Linked DNA regions of Sus scrofa: region 1 is linked to region 2. A link is a contact called in public Hi-C data. All regions are on one chromosome and are shown on one strand. The core of a region is the stretch at or near the end of the contact, and the rest is flanking DNA. Distances in the headings are between cores, read along the strand shown. Region 1 holds the start of FAM60A (protein FAM60A). Region 2 holds the start of KIAA1551 (KIAA1551 ortholog).

Region 1 (6,435 bases), core at 2,256-4,755, 630 kb after region 2:
CAAATATTCTTTTTTTTTTGATCTTTTGTCCTTTTAGGCAAATCAGAGCTGTTGCTGTGGGCCTACACCAGATCCTTAATCCACTGAGTGAGGCCAGGGATCTAACCTGCAACCTCATGGTTCCTAATCGGATTCGTTAACCACTGAGCAACGACGAGAACTCCCACTACATATATTCTTTTTTTTTTTTTTTAAGATATCTTTTTATTTATTTATTTTTTGTTTGTTGTTTTGTTTTGTTTTGTTTTGCTTTATCTAGGGCCGCTCCCACGGCATGTGGAGGCTCCCAGGCTAGCGGTTGAATCGGAGCTGTAGCCACCGGCCTACATCAGAGCCACAGCAACGTAGGATCCGAGCCATGTCTGCAGCCTACACCACAGCTCAGGGCAACGCCAGATCCTTTAACCCACTGAGCAAGGCCAGGGATCGAACCTGCAACCTCATGGTTCCTAGTCAGATTCGTTAACCACTGCGCCACGAAGGGAACTCCTTACTACATATATTCTTTACACAAACTTTCAAAAGAAAAGGCATTCAAGGTATGTATTTATATCTTATATAAATATTCATTTTTATATTTATATAAAGATATCTTACAAGCAATAATTGAAGTCTGAAAAACATTATTATATTTGCACTTTTCATACTTTCAAAAGTGAAATTTGAAATTTCTAAAGTGAAATTATTTTTGGAAGGTCTTTCATAAACCAAATAAGTACTTGAGACAACCTGGGCCAAATTTAAAAAATCCTTTTCAGAAAGAAGAAGGTGGAAGCTTATGCTTTGAGCCCAGTTTGCCACTAAACTGGTTATTAAACCTGATTTATTATGATATGGACAGGCATCATATCAGTTGAGGTGACCATTATAACTTCCAAACTCATTTTAGGTTAAATATAAAAATTCCAAACTAAAGCTTTTTTTTCCTTGAGATAAATCTCTAATACTAAGTTTGAAAATATCCATTGATTTATTATTTTACAAAAATTCAGAATTCATTATGTGCTCTGCACTGTTTTAGACACTAGAAGACAAAAGTGAATACAATATAAAATTCTTGCCCTTAGGAAGCTAACGTTTTAGTGAGGGGTGTCAGGTTTTTTCTCCTTTGTAGGTATTTAACGTATGGTTTCATATACAGTTATAGAAATAGTATGCTATAGAGCCTACAGAAAAAAAAGAAGCATTAATTGAAGACTTGAGAAGTGGGTTCATCGTGTGTGTACCAGGAACTGGCTTTTGCATTAAATTAGCATTTCAGAAATATCTATCTATTTATTTTTTTCAGTTTGATATTTCTTTTTAATTACTCTATTTTACTACATTTATAGTTGTACAACGATCATCATGACCCAATTTTGTAACATTTCCATCCCAAACCCCCAGCACATCCCCTCACCCCCCAACCTGTCTCATTTGGAAAGCATACATTTTTCAAAGTCTGTGAGTCAGTATTTGTTCTGCAAGGAAGTTCATTGTGTCTTTTTTTTAGATTCCACATGTAAGTGATACCATATGATGTTGATGTCTTGCTGTCTGACTGACTTCACCTAGCATGATAATTTCTAGGTCCATCCATGTTGCTGCAAATGGCATTATTTCTTTCCTTTTAATGGCTGAGTAATGTTCCATTGTGTACATGTACCATATCTTCTGTATCTAGTCCTCTGTCGATGGACATTTTGGTTGTTTCTATGTCTTGGCTATTATACTGCAGTGCTGCAATGAACATTGGAGCACATGTATCTTTTCGAGTCATGGTTTTTCTCTGGATAGATGCCCAGGAGAAGGATTGCTGGATCAAATGGTAATTCTGTTTTTAGTTTTCTGAGGAATCTCCATACTGCTTTCCACAGTGGTTGTACCAAATTACAATCCCACCAACAGTGTAATAGAGTTCCTTTTTCTTCACACCCTCTCCAGCATTTATTGTTTGTAGACTTTTTTTTTTTTTTTTTTTTTGGTCCTTTTGCCATTTCTTGGGCCACTCCCTTGGCATATGGAGGTTTCCAGGCTAAGGGTCGAATCGGAGCTGTAGCCACCGGCCTACACCAGGGCCACAGCAACACTGGATCTGAGCTGCGTCTGCAACCTATACCACAGCTCATGGCAACTCGGGACCTTAACCCACTGAGCGAGGCCAGGGATCGAACCCGCAACCTTATGGTTCCTAGTGGGATTTGTTAACCACTGAGCCACAACGGGAACTCCTGTTTGTAGACTTTTTAATGATGGTCATTCTAGCCAGTGTAAGGTGGTATCTCAAAGTGGTTTTGATTTGCATCAGAAATATCTAAGTCCACATTGTTGACACTACAGTGAAAGCAGTGAAACTTGTCAGCAGATGATTAAGTTTTATGGTTAATGTCCACACTTTTGCATCTTGGGACCAATATCAAGTTTCTGGGAAAAACATCCTTCCTGTCTCCCCATGTCTGTCATTAAATCAGTGTCTCAGCCTGTTGGTGTTAGATGTGTTCTTGGAATAAAGGTGTACCACAATTATTTTTTTTCCATTTTTCACTTATTGGTCTGAGATTTACTTCAGTTCTTCAGTTTTTTTTTTTTTTTTTCTCTTCTGGGGCAAGAAGCATTTAGATTGTTGGTTTATTACATATTCCATAAGGGAAACTCTGCATTTCACCGGCAACTTTTTCAATTCCCAAGACCACCAGTTGGTGGTATTATTTCTGGGTGATTGGATCACCCTTTACTAGCAGCTGGAGGTGGGATGTGTGTCCCTAGATTACTGGCTTTCCACTATAAAAGAAAAGCGACACTATTCCCACGGAAATTAACAACTCTTCAACTGCAACAGGCTTGAAATCTTAAGGCCAAAGTGGAGAAAAAAACTGAATTATTATGGAGTGGGTTACTCTTTGAGGAGTGCAGACGGGAGCTGGTGAATGAACAGAATGTCAAAATGGGACTTTATTAAACGACTCATTAAAACTGCAAGAAAGACAAATCTCCGTTGGCCTCAGAGAATTTAAAAAAAAAAAGATTCAAAAACCCTTTTTCAAGCAAAACTTAGGAAACATGGGAGAAGTATTAATTCAATCTGGGCGCTTGGAAGACCACCTCCCCTGCCACTTCAGTTCAGACACTGGGCAGAGATGTGAAAATTTTGCAAAAACAGCCTTCAAAACTATTTTTCAACGCGAAACGGTGTGCGCGAAAAGCTTCCGAGTGTAAAGTACGACACGCAGCCCAGTGTTCTCCCTGGGTTGCTAACCTTTCCGCCTTTCCCCTCTCGCCACTCCCCCTTAGCCTGGGCCTCCAGCCAGGGGGCGTTTGTTTACGTGACGTCACCGTAGTAAGCAGTCCCCGCCCCCGTTTCCCTGTGGCCGCCGCGTTTCCCGCGCCGCGGCGCTTCTCCCCTTAAAAGGACAATAGAGGCCTCGGGAGCGCGCGCGGCCGCCGGGCCTTCTCCCCTCCCAGCCCTCGACGCGCGCGCGCCCGTATGCAAATAAGTTCGATTCAGGAGAATTTTGTACCAGGAGCTGCGCGTGCGCAGAAGGAAAGCGGAATCTACACCTTCCCCGCCAGCCGTGGCAACTGCAGAACTGCAGGAGACAATCTTTCTAGACAAGGCAGTTGAGGAGGAGGGAGCGATTGGAGCGTGGGTTGGCTTGGCGTGCACTCCCCACCTCTGAAACATTATTGCGCGTGGAACGGTTGCTTCTGGAAGGTGAGTGACTCTAACCATTACTGCGGTGCAAAACTGTCTCAGGAGGCTTTGATTTCGGAGTGGCTTTTTTTCTCTTTTCACCTCACCTCACCACCTCCCCCAGTCCTTCCACAGACACACACGCACACATTCATATACGCACACAGGAAGTTTTGTCTTGGAGATGGCATTGCTTGGAGCGCGGTTTTCGTGGTCCTCAGACCCCAGATTCTTTGTATCTGCATGTTTAGTGTGTCCTTTTTAATTGGGGAGGGTATTTGAGGCAAACCGAAAGTCTTGGGGTGGGGGAAGTGAGTGAAGCCTGGAAGAGTGAGGAGTCGCCGGAGTTGAGGGGTCCACATTGAAGGTGACAATGACTTTTCTCAGCCGCAGTGCTCGCTGGCGAAAAGGAGCCTGGTGGCTGAAAGGCCCGAGAGAAAACGAGTTGCTGGCGACTGCCGAGGGGCCCTGGGTCGGTGCACCCGCGTGGGCGCGCGCCCGGGAGTGGCCGGGCGCCGTTGTTGGACCTCGTGGTTGAGTTTCTTGCCCCCCCACCCCCGGCGCGTGTTTAGATGAGTGTGGACAATGAATGCCCCTCGCTCGAAAACTAAGTTGCGTCTACTTGTGAGCTGGCCGGCGGAGGAGGTTTAAATTGGCCTTTCGGCTTGGTGCCGGCATGGCCGGAGTGCATGCGGGTGGCGTTGTCCGCCCAACTCCGGAGGGATGCGGATGCGACAATGAGCAGCACGCGGCCGCTCGGAAGCGGCCCCGGCTCTGAAACGCTTCTCCCCAGGGCCGCGCCCAGGCAGCGCAGGCGTTCGGGGTGTCTGGAGCCTCAAGTTTGGTCCGCAATTTATTCACCTGTAGCGTGGTTTGGGCGCCGCGGCGCTCTCTAGGGCCACGGTGTACGGCTTAAGATGGCCAGTCGGAGTCAAGTTGACTTGGGGATGGAGGCAGCGGCGTTGTCTGCGCCGGAGGAGTGCGGGAACTCAGGAGGGCACTGCTTTTTGTGCCGAGCGTGACAGACCACGTGCTGGGGCTGCGACCCGGGTTTGCTCCCAGGTCCGGCTGAGCCTCTGGCTCGCGGTCAGCCGGGAGATGCGGGTGCTGTCGGGGCCGGCCGGCAGGACAATGTGACTTGCTGATGATGGCGTCTTGCCAGTTTCAAAAGCAGAGTGAAAGTCGCCAACTCTCGGCCGGTGCAGGGCGGGGAATCCGGGCGTTTCTCATCAAGGACATTGCAAAACTTTGATTAAATGGCCCCGCTGCTAGGGGAGGACGGCAGGACCGGCCCCGGACTTTTGGGACGTGGGGTCCGGCCCCTTCCCCTGGGCGATCGTCTAGTATCTCCCTCAGAGAAACAATCCCACGTCCCTCCTGCTGCACGTAGGCAGCGCCCAGCTGGACAGAAAACAAAGAGCCGCATGTGCTGTTGCGGGCCCGGCGGGCGCTCTGGGCGGCCGCCGGGCGGAGGGCCGTGCAGGCCTGGCCCCCCGAAGTTCGGGCGAGTTTCGGAAGGGGCTTTTGTCCCTCGGCCTCTCGCGGGGAAACTTTCGCGGCGCTACTAGTGCGCGGTGCGGGTGTGCGGAGAGGCAGCGTGCTTCCGCGCGGCCAGCGGCAGCCGAGGGGCCCCGCGCTGGAGCCCGGGCGCTGGCTGCTGCGACGACCGAGGGCTCGGCCAGCTCCCCGGGACCGGCGCCTGCGTCTGGGAGGTCTGTGGATCCGCCTTTGAAGTCGAACTGTTGCCATGTTTGAATTACGTCAGGGCAAAGCCATGAGGAGGAACAAGCCCCGGCAACGCGGCGTGCGGGAGGCGCGGCCTGCGGGAGGCGCCGGGCCGGCCGGGTGGGCGGGCGGGCGCAGGGCCCGTTGTTCCGGCGCAGGTGAGGGAGGCGGCAGCGAGGGACGCGCTCGGTTCCCGCCGCTGCCGCTGCCGCCGCCGCCGCCGCCGCCCCCGCCCGGGCGGGCAGCTCTCCACAGGAACTTTCCTCCCGACCGCAGTTGTGTTTACGCACCGATCCGCCTGGGAGCGGTTCTGTTTGCTGCCTGGGTGTCTCTGTGTCGGCCGTCGCCGCGTGCCGGGGTGTGTGTATGTGGGGGGAAGCGCAGCCTGGGGCGGCCGCGGAGCACCGGAGTGGGAACCGGGAGGCGTTTGACTGCTTTCGGGGAAACCCGCGAGCGCGGCGAGGGCCCCCCCACCCCAGCCGAGCCGTGCGCAGCCCGCACGATCAGGGGACTCAGCCCCGACGACACCCAAAAACCACCGCGGGGAAGTTTGGGGACTGCCGTTATCCTACAAAGGGAAGTGAGGACTGTGAGCGAATCGTGGGTGCAGCTCTTGTCTTTGTGTGTTTACGTGGGGGGTGGGGGGCGGCAGGGGCGGGGGCTGTTTGGGTAGCGGGGCTTCTTGGGGTGGTAGGGCGGTGCAGAGTTTGCTCTAGAAACTCTGACCCTCGTAGGTTTCTTTGTTTTTAATTTCTCCTTCTAACATTCAATGACTCCAGGCACTCAGAAGACTAGGAATTTCTGTTTCGCCAGATAAGGGCCCGGTGCGAGGCAGTTTCTCCCCAGCAGTTATTCCCCCCCACCCGTCACGCATGTTGTCTTAAGGAAGGTTAAGAAAATTCTGCCTTCCCTTCTCTTCTAATAATTAAAAAAGTGAATTTGACCTTGTCATTCAAAGTGCTCTGAAAACACCTGTTTTTGAACTGGAGTTTGACAGACTCGAAAAGCCTTTTGATAATTTATGTTGCAAAACCGAACAC
Region 2 (5,749 bases), core at 1,227-3,726:
TGTGCTAAAAACAGAAACTATCCCTTTTCCTAATTAACTCACTTCTCCCTAAGCAGCAGGGTGCCTGAGTTCTCCCTGCTCCTTTTTCCCACTCTATTGGTAGATAAATCTACTTCAGATCTCATTGCTCCAGTCTCTGCCTCCTTCTTCCCCACCGTTCTAACAGTAGGCACTACTGCTGCCCCCATTTCACAGATGAGAAAATTGAGGAAGAACGTAAAGAATTTCCCCAAGATTGCATAGATGGCAAGTGGTAGAGGCAAGACCTGAAATTTAGCAGTCTGATTGCAGGAAGCAGGGTGTTAATCATTACAGAAGGTTTCCTAACACTACTTGTAGTTTATAGGATGGAAACCCTGGAAATGATCACTCTGGCCTTATGTAATATCTACCTGGAATTTTTTTTTTTTTTTTTTTTTTTTTTTTTGGTCTCTTTAGGGCCCACCCAGGGCATATGGAGGTTCCCAGGCTAGGGGTCTAATTGGAGCTGCAGCTGCCAACCTACACCAACCAGAGCAACACAGGATCTGAGCCCCTGCATCTGAGACCTACACCACAGCTCAAGGCAATGCTGGATCTTCAATCCACTGAGTGAGGCCAGGGATTGAATCCACAACCTCCTAATTCCTAGTCAGATTGTTTCCGCTGCCCCACAACGGAAACTGGTATTTTATGTAATGGTTCTCTTCTCCCAGAGATGTGCTCTGTGCTGCCTTCCCTCAACCCAATGTGCCACAAACAATTTAAAAAATAAAATAAGCAGCAGACCACATAGAAAACAATCTTAAGCAAACCTCTTCCTCAGTAACTTAGACCAACCACCTCATCATCATCTCCCATTCCTTATCTTGTAAAGATCAACAATTCCCCCCTGCTACGCCAACATTACTTCTCAAGCTTTGTGAAACTCACTGTATCCTGTAATTGAACATTTAACCAATGCTGATCCAATTTAATTAATAATTTTGTTTCATAACAGATACATTAGAATAAACTTCTCAGAGATGGCACACTTACCTTTAAATAGTTACTCCTTCATTATTTTGTATATTCCCATTTCCTTCCAAACATGTCAGTACCTGCATACAGTGTTTACTTCTTTGGTCCTAGGGACAGCAAGAAACATTTTATATAACTGTAGTTTAATATAAAACTTACACTTTATTTATATAAAACTCACTTAAACTTACAATAAAAAATACACGCTAAAAGTTTTACCGTGTATTTTTATTAGCGATGGGACAGTACTGTGCAAAACTGTGTTCCTTAAAGCTGTACCAAAAGCACACTAAGTTTACTGATTTTTTTTCTAAAAGGGTAAAGTAACAAAGAAACCAGGTCTGCCCTAAAATACCTTCACTTTTTAAGTGAGAATTTATGTGCGCTCCTCCTGGCCCATTATTATCCTATTATTTATTCTAAAACACTTTTCTTCATTGGATTAGTAAATGAGAATCCGGCCGCACTGGGAAAAAAACCCAAAAACAAAAAGTAACTAATTCATAAATGTTCACATCCAATAAAACTTCAATTGATTTACAATGAACAGGTGAATCAGGGAAAATCCGCAAACAAGCCCTGCGACCCGCCTATTAAAATGCACGCAGGCTCATTCACATCACCTGCAAGTTTCTTTATTTCGAAAGTAGGCACTTAGAGTATTACAAATAAATTGTTTTCACTGAAACGATTCCCTGAAAGCCTGCTGCTGAACTCGGGTCCCTAAGGACATCTGCTTCGGCAATTCCAGTCCCTGGAGAACATTTAAAATCCGTGCGCATTTATGCATTTAAAAATGCCTCGAGGAACTAACTTCCTCAGGAGCAGAAAGCATCCCCGGCATAATCGCGTTCGCGGGCCACTTGGAGACGTAACCTGAGCAATTCAGTTTTAGGAGGTTCAGGATAATGGGGGGCGGGGAGTAAAGGATCATTCGAGAAACACATACAAAACAAAAAATTTCTTTCCAAGCCGGAGACAGGAAACAATTAAAAACATCAGCTACTCTCACATCCACCAGCCTGACCAATCATCTTGGAGTTTAAGAAAATGCGTCCTCGCGGTCGCCACCCGCTACCTCTACCATGAGGAGTAAGGTGATCCACAGAAAACACCCGGCGAGGCGCCGCCCTCCCGGTCGCGCTCGGCGTCCTCTACTGCTCCGAGGCCGCCCGCGCCGCGGGAGGGCAGCGGGCCGCGGCCGGCGGGCCAGCCGAGCTCTGGGCGGTGGCCAGAGGGGCGCGCGAGCCGCGGGCCGAGGCCCAAGTCTCCCCCGCCACCACCAGCCCCGACTGCTACCCAGTCCCCGCCGCAGAACAAAAGCGCTCCCCGCCGCGCGCCCAGCCCCCGCCCCTGGGCACTTCGGCCCCCGGAGCCCCGCGCCCGGCCGAGGACCAGAGAATAGGAACGAGTGGCGGCCGGGAACCAGGTCTCTCACTTACCGATGGGCGCATAAACCAGCCAGAGCGAGCTGGGAGGACGCGTCTGCGGAGCGGCCCTGGAGTTTAAGTCAACTCGGGTCCGCCTCCAGGGGCGTGTCGAGCTGGAGGCCGGGCTCCCGGAACAGCTGGACTCCGCCCTGTGCGCAAAGGCAGCTGAGAGACCCGGTCCCCCGCGCAGCGCTGTGGTCCTAGTGCCACTCAGATGAAGTAGAGTCCGGGCCATCCCGGCTCACCAGTCATCTCCCGAGCTTGCAAAACATGTTCACGTTATCTGACGAAGAAAACTTCTCCAGCAGTGGCCCTCCGCCTTTAGCTTGCATTAGAATCTCGCGAAGGACTTGTTAAAAGGGTACTGAAGAGCATCACCAGCAAAACTGCCAATTCAGTAATTCTAACTCCGCGCTGAAAATGTATGTTTCTAACAAGGGAGATCATCCATTAATGCAAAGGACCCTTCTGAAAAAAAGGTAATAGGCTCTTTTTCTAGGAGGATTTTGATAGGAGAAAGTTGTGAAAATGAAGGGAAACCTCACCAAAATGAAGTTGGGAGGCCAGAAGAGGGAGCTCTCATGCAGTAAGTATCTCTCCATGTTAATTATAGAAAAAATTATAGGAAATTATAGGAAAAATTGTCAATTATAAGTCCAAACAGGAAAAGATGTACCCTTGGATCTCATTCAAGAAATAGAGCACTGGAGTTCCCGTCGTGGCTCAGTGGTTAAGGAATCCTCTAGGAACCATAAGGTTGGGTTCAATCCCTGGCCTTGCTCAGTGGGTTAAGGATCGCGCGTTGCTGTGAGCTGTGGTGTAGGCTGCAGACACGGCTCTGATCCCGAGTTGCAGTGGCTCTGGCGTAGGCTGGCAGCTACAGCTCCAATTAGACCCGGAGTCTTGGAACCTCCATATGCCACAGGTGCGGCCCTAGAAAAGGCAAAAATACCAAAAAAAAAAAAAAAAAAGAAGAAGAATAGACTACTGATACTAGAATCCAGGTTCTCATTCATGAAGTCAAAGAATGAACTTGGAGAACACACAGGCAAACAAAAGTCTTCATTACAGGAAGGCAGACAGCTCCCAGCACAGACACTGGGAAGGGGAGGAAGAGTTACCATCCTCTGATTTTCTTTTGTTGTTGTTGTTGTTGATAAATTTACTTATTTATTTTAATGATTTTTTTTCCATTATAGTTGGTTTACAAGTGTTCTGTCAATTTTCTACTGTACAGAAAGTCACCCAGTCAGACATATATATATATGTGTGTGTGTGTGTGTGTATATACATTCTTTTTCTCACGTTATCCTCCATCATGCTCTATCACAACTGACTAGATGTAGTTTCCAGGGCTATACAGCAGGATCTCCTTGTTTATCCATTCCAAATGCAATAGTTTGCATCTATTAACACCAGATTCCCAGTCCATCCCACTCCCTCCCACTTGGCAACCATAAGTCTGTTCTCCAAGTCATGAGTTTCTTTTCTGTGGAAAGGTTCCTTTGTGCTGTATACTAGATTCCAGATGTAAGTGATATCAAATGGTTTTTGTCTTTCTCTTTCTGACTTTACTAAGTATGAGAGTCTCTAGTTCCATCCACACTGTTGCAAATGGCATTATTTTGTTCTTTTTTACAGCTGAGTAGTATTCTATTATATATGTATGTATCTCACATCATCTTAATCCGTTCATCTGTCAGTGAACATATAGGTTGTTTCCATGTCTTGGCTATTGTGAATAGGGCTGCAATGAACATACACGTGCACATGTCTTTTTCAAGGAAAGCTTTGCCCAGAGTGGGATTGCTGGGTCATTATGGTAGTTCTATATTTACCATCCTCCAATTTTCTAAGGACGTTTTATCTCTTAAAAGTTGGGTACTTAAAAATGAATAAAAAGTAATTTCTTCCTGATTCCCAAGAATATCCCTAAAGGCAGCATAAATAAAGATTTGAAACTGGAAAAAAAAAAAAGAAAGAAAAAAGACAGGGGTACCAATGTGGGTCCTGGATATCAGTCCTTCTCCCTGTTGGCCTTGCCCAGCACCTGTATCAATCGGGCCTTGTCCAATAGGGGCTTAGGGTTAGGGTATGCTTGGTAAGTTTTATGGTCCTTTTGTTCTTTTCCCTAGACTTAGACTTGCTATTCTTTACATTCTTTTGCTAACAGCCAAAGGTATAGGTCAGAGGTTAATGTCCATCTTGAAGTAAAACAGATGTACTTTCAATAGTTAATCTTCCAACGAGCAAGGCCTGCTTGTCTAGATTTGTTTTTACAAACCTTAAACCATGGACATTAATCAGGGACTATATCAAAGCCCATGTTCCTACACTAACTACCTGAATTCTTATTCTGCTTCACTACCACAGCAACTCAGCCAGTGAAAAAGTGTCATCACCCTCACTTTTCACTAATGCACTTTTCCTTCAAAAGAACTCCTTCCAAATTCTTCCTTTTTCTCCGTAAAATAACTTTCCTTTGTTTGTTGGATTTGCCTGTGGCTTTTGCTATAGCTTACTTGACATGAATTGCATTTCATTACCAAGTCCAAACTCATACCACTTGCTGCCTGACAGGCCAATAATTAAGAGAGATGAGCCATTCAGAGATGGAATGATGACTTTATTCAGAAAGGCAGCAGAGAAGATGGCAGATCAGTGTCCTAAAGAACTATCTTACCCAAATTAGAATTCAGACTTTTTTTATACTAAAAGGGGTGGAGGTGTGGCTGACTTCTTTGGGCAGGCCAGACCCCCTGAGGAGATACGATAAACCTTTGTTTTTGCAGCTATTCAAGTAGGTTTGGTATTCCTGTAAACCTCCCAAACAAACATCATTCTCTTCTGCAACTTTTTAATCTCTGTAAGAATGAAAATTGTTATGGCTTTAAAGGTCAAGCCTGGGAGCTAGAGCCTTGAAAAAGGGCAGTTATGTATATTTCAGACTATAGGCAACATTTTTTTTACTGATTAATGAGGTGAAGTTACAGAGTCAGCATGACTAAGCCTTAACAGAAAACAAAGGTTATAACTAAAGGAATAGATCCAATATGGAGTAAGATTTGTTCTCTGTTACAGTGCCTCTGCTATTCCTGAATAAACTCATTTTTTGCAGGTAAAATAACTGACTTCTATTTTGAAAGTCAACAAAGTAAACAAGGGAATGCAATCTGAATGAATAAGAATGAAAAAGGGCAGAGGTTGGTTAGTTCTTGCAGTATGGAGGGCAGGGTATTCCTTTGCCCTCTTGAAGTTCAGATCATGGCTTGGCCACACTAGACATACAACTTTGGGAAAATCACTTAACCTGTCTCCTC

What was found. Hi-C and Micro-C count contacts between places; a contact is called where the count stands out from the background.
Region 1: a Hi-C map of heart right ventricle shows a contact between it and region 2, with 5 times the contacts expected there. The contact joins the promoter of FAM60A here to the promoter of KIAA1551 in region 2. A contact is called at or near these places in 1 of 47 Hi-C or Micro-C datasets (heart right ventricle) and 1 of 2 datasets of contacts at active chromatin or transcription factors (alveolar macrophages).

What each region holds. Positions count from the first base shown.
Region 1 is chr5:42,926,940-42,933,374 of Sscrofa11.1, forward strand. It overlaps FAM60A (protein FAM60A), which reads left to right and starts at 3,506. Exons shown (of 6, transcript XM_021092101.1): 1 at 3,506-3,691.
Region 2 is chr5:42,297,016-42,302,764 of Sscrofa11.1, forward strand. KIAA1551 (KIAA1551 ortholog) reads right to left here and starts at 2,477. Exons shown (of 6, transcript NM_001243821.1): 1 at 2,442-2,477; 2 at 1,018-1,106. LOC100511509 (a long non-coding RNA gene) reads left to right here and starts at 2,614. Exons shown (of 3, transcript XR_001308761.2): 1 at 2,614-3,015.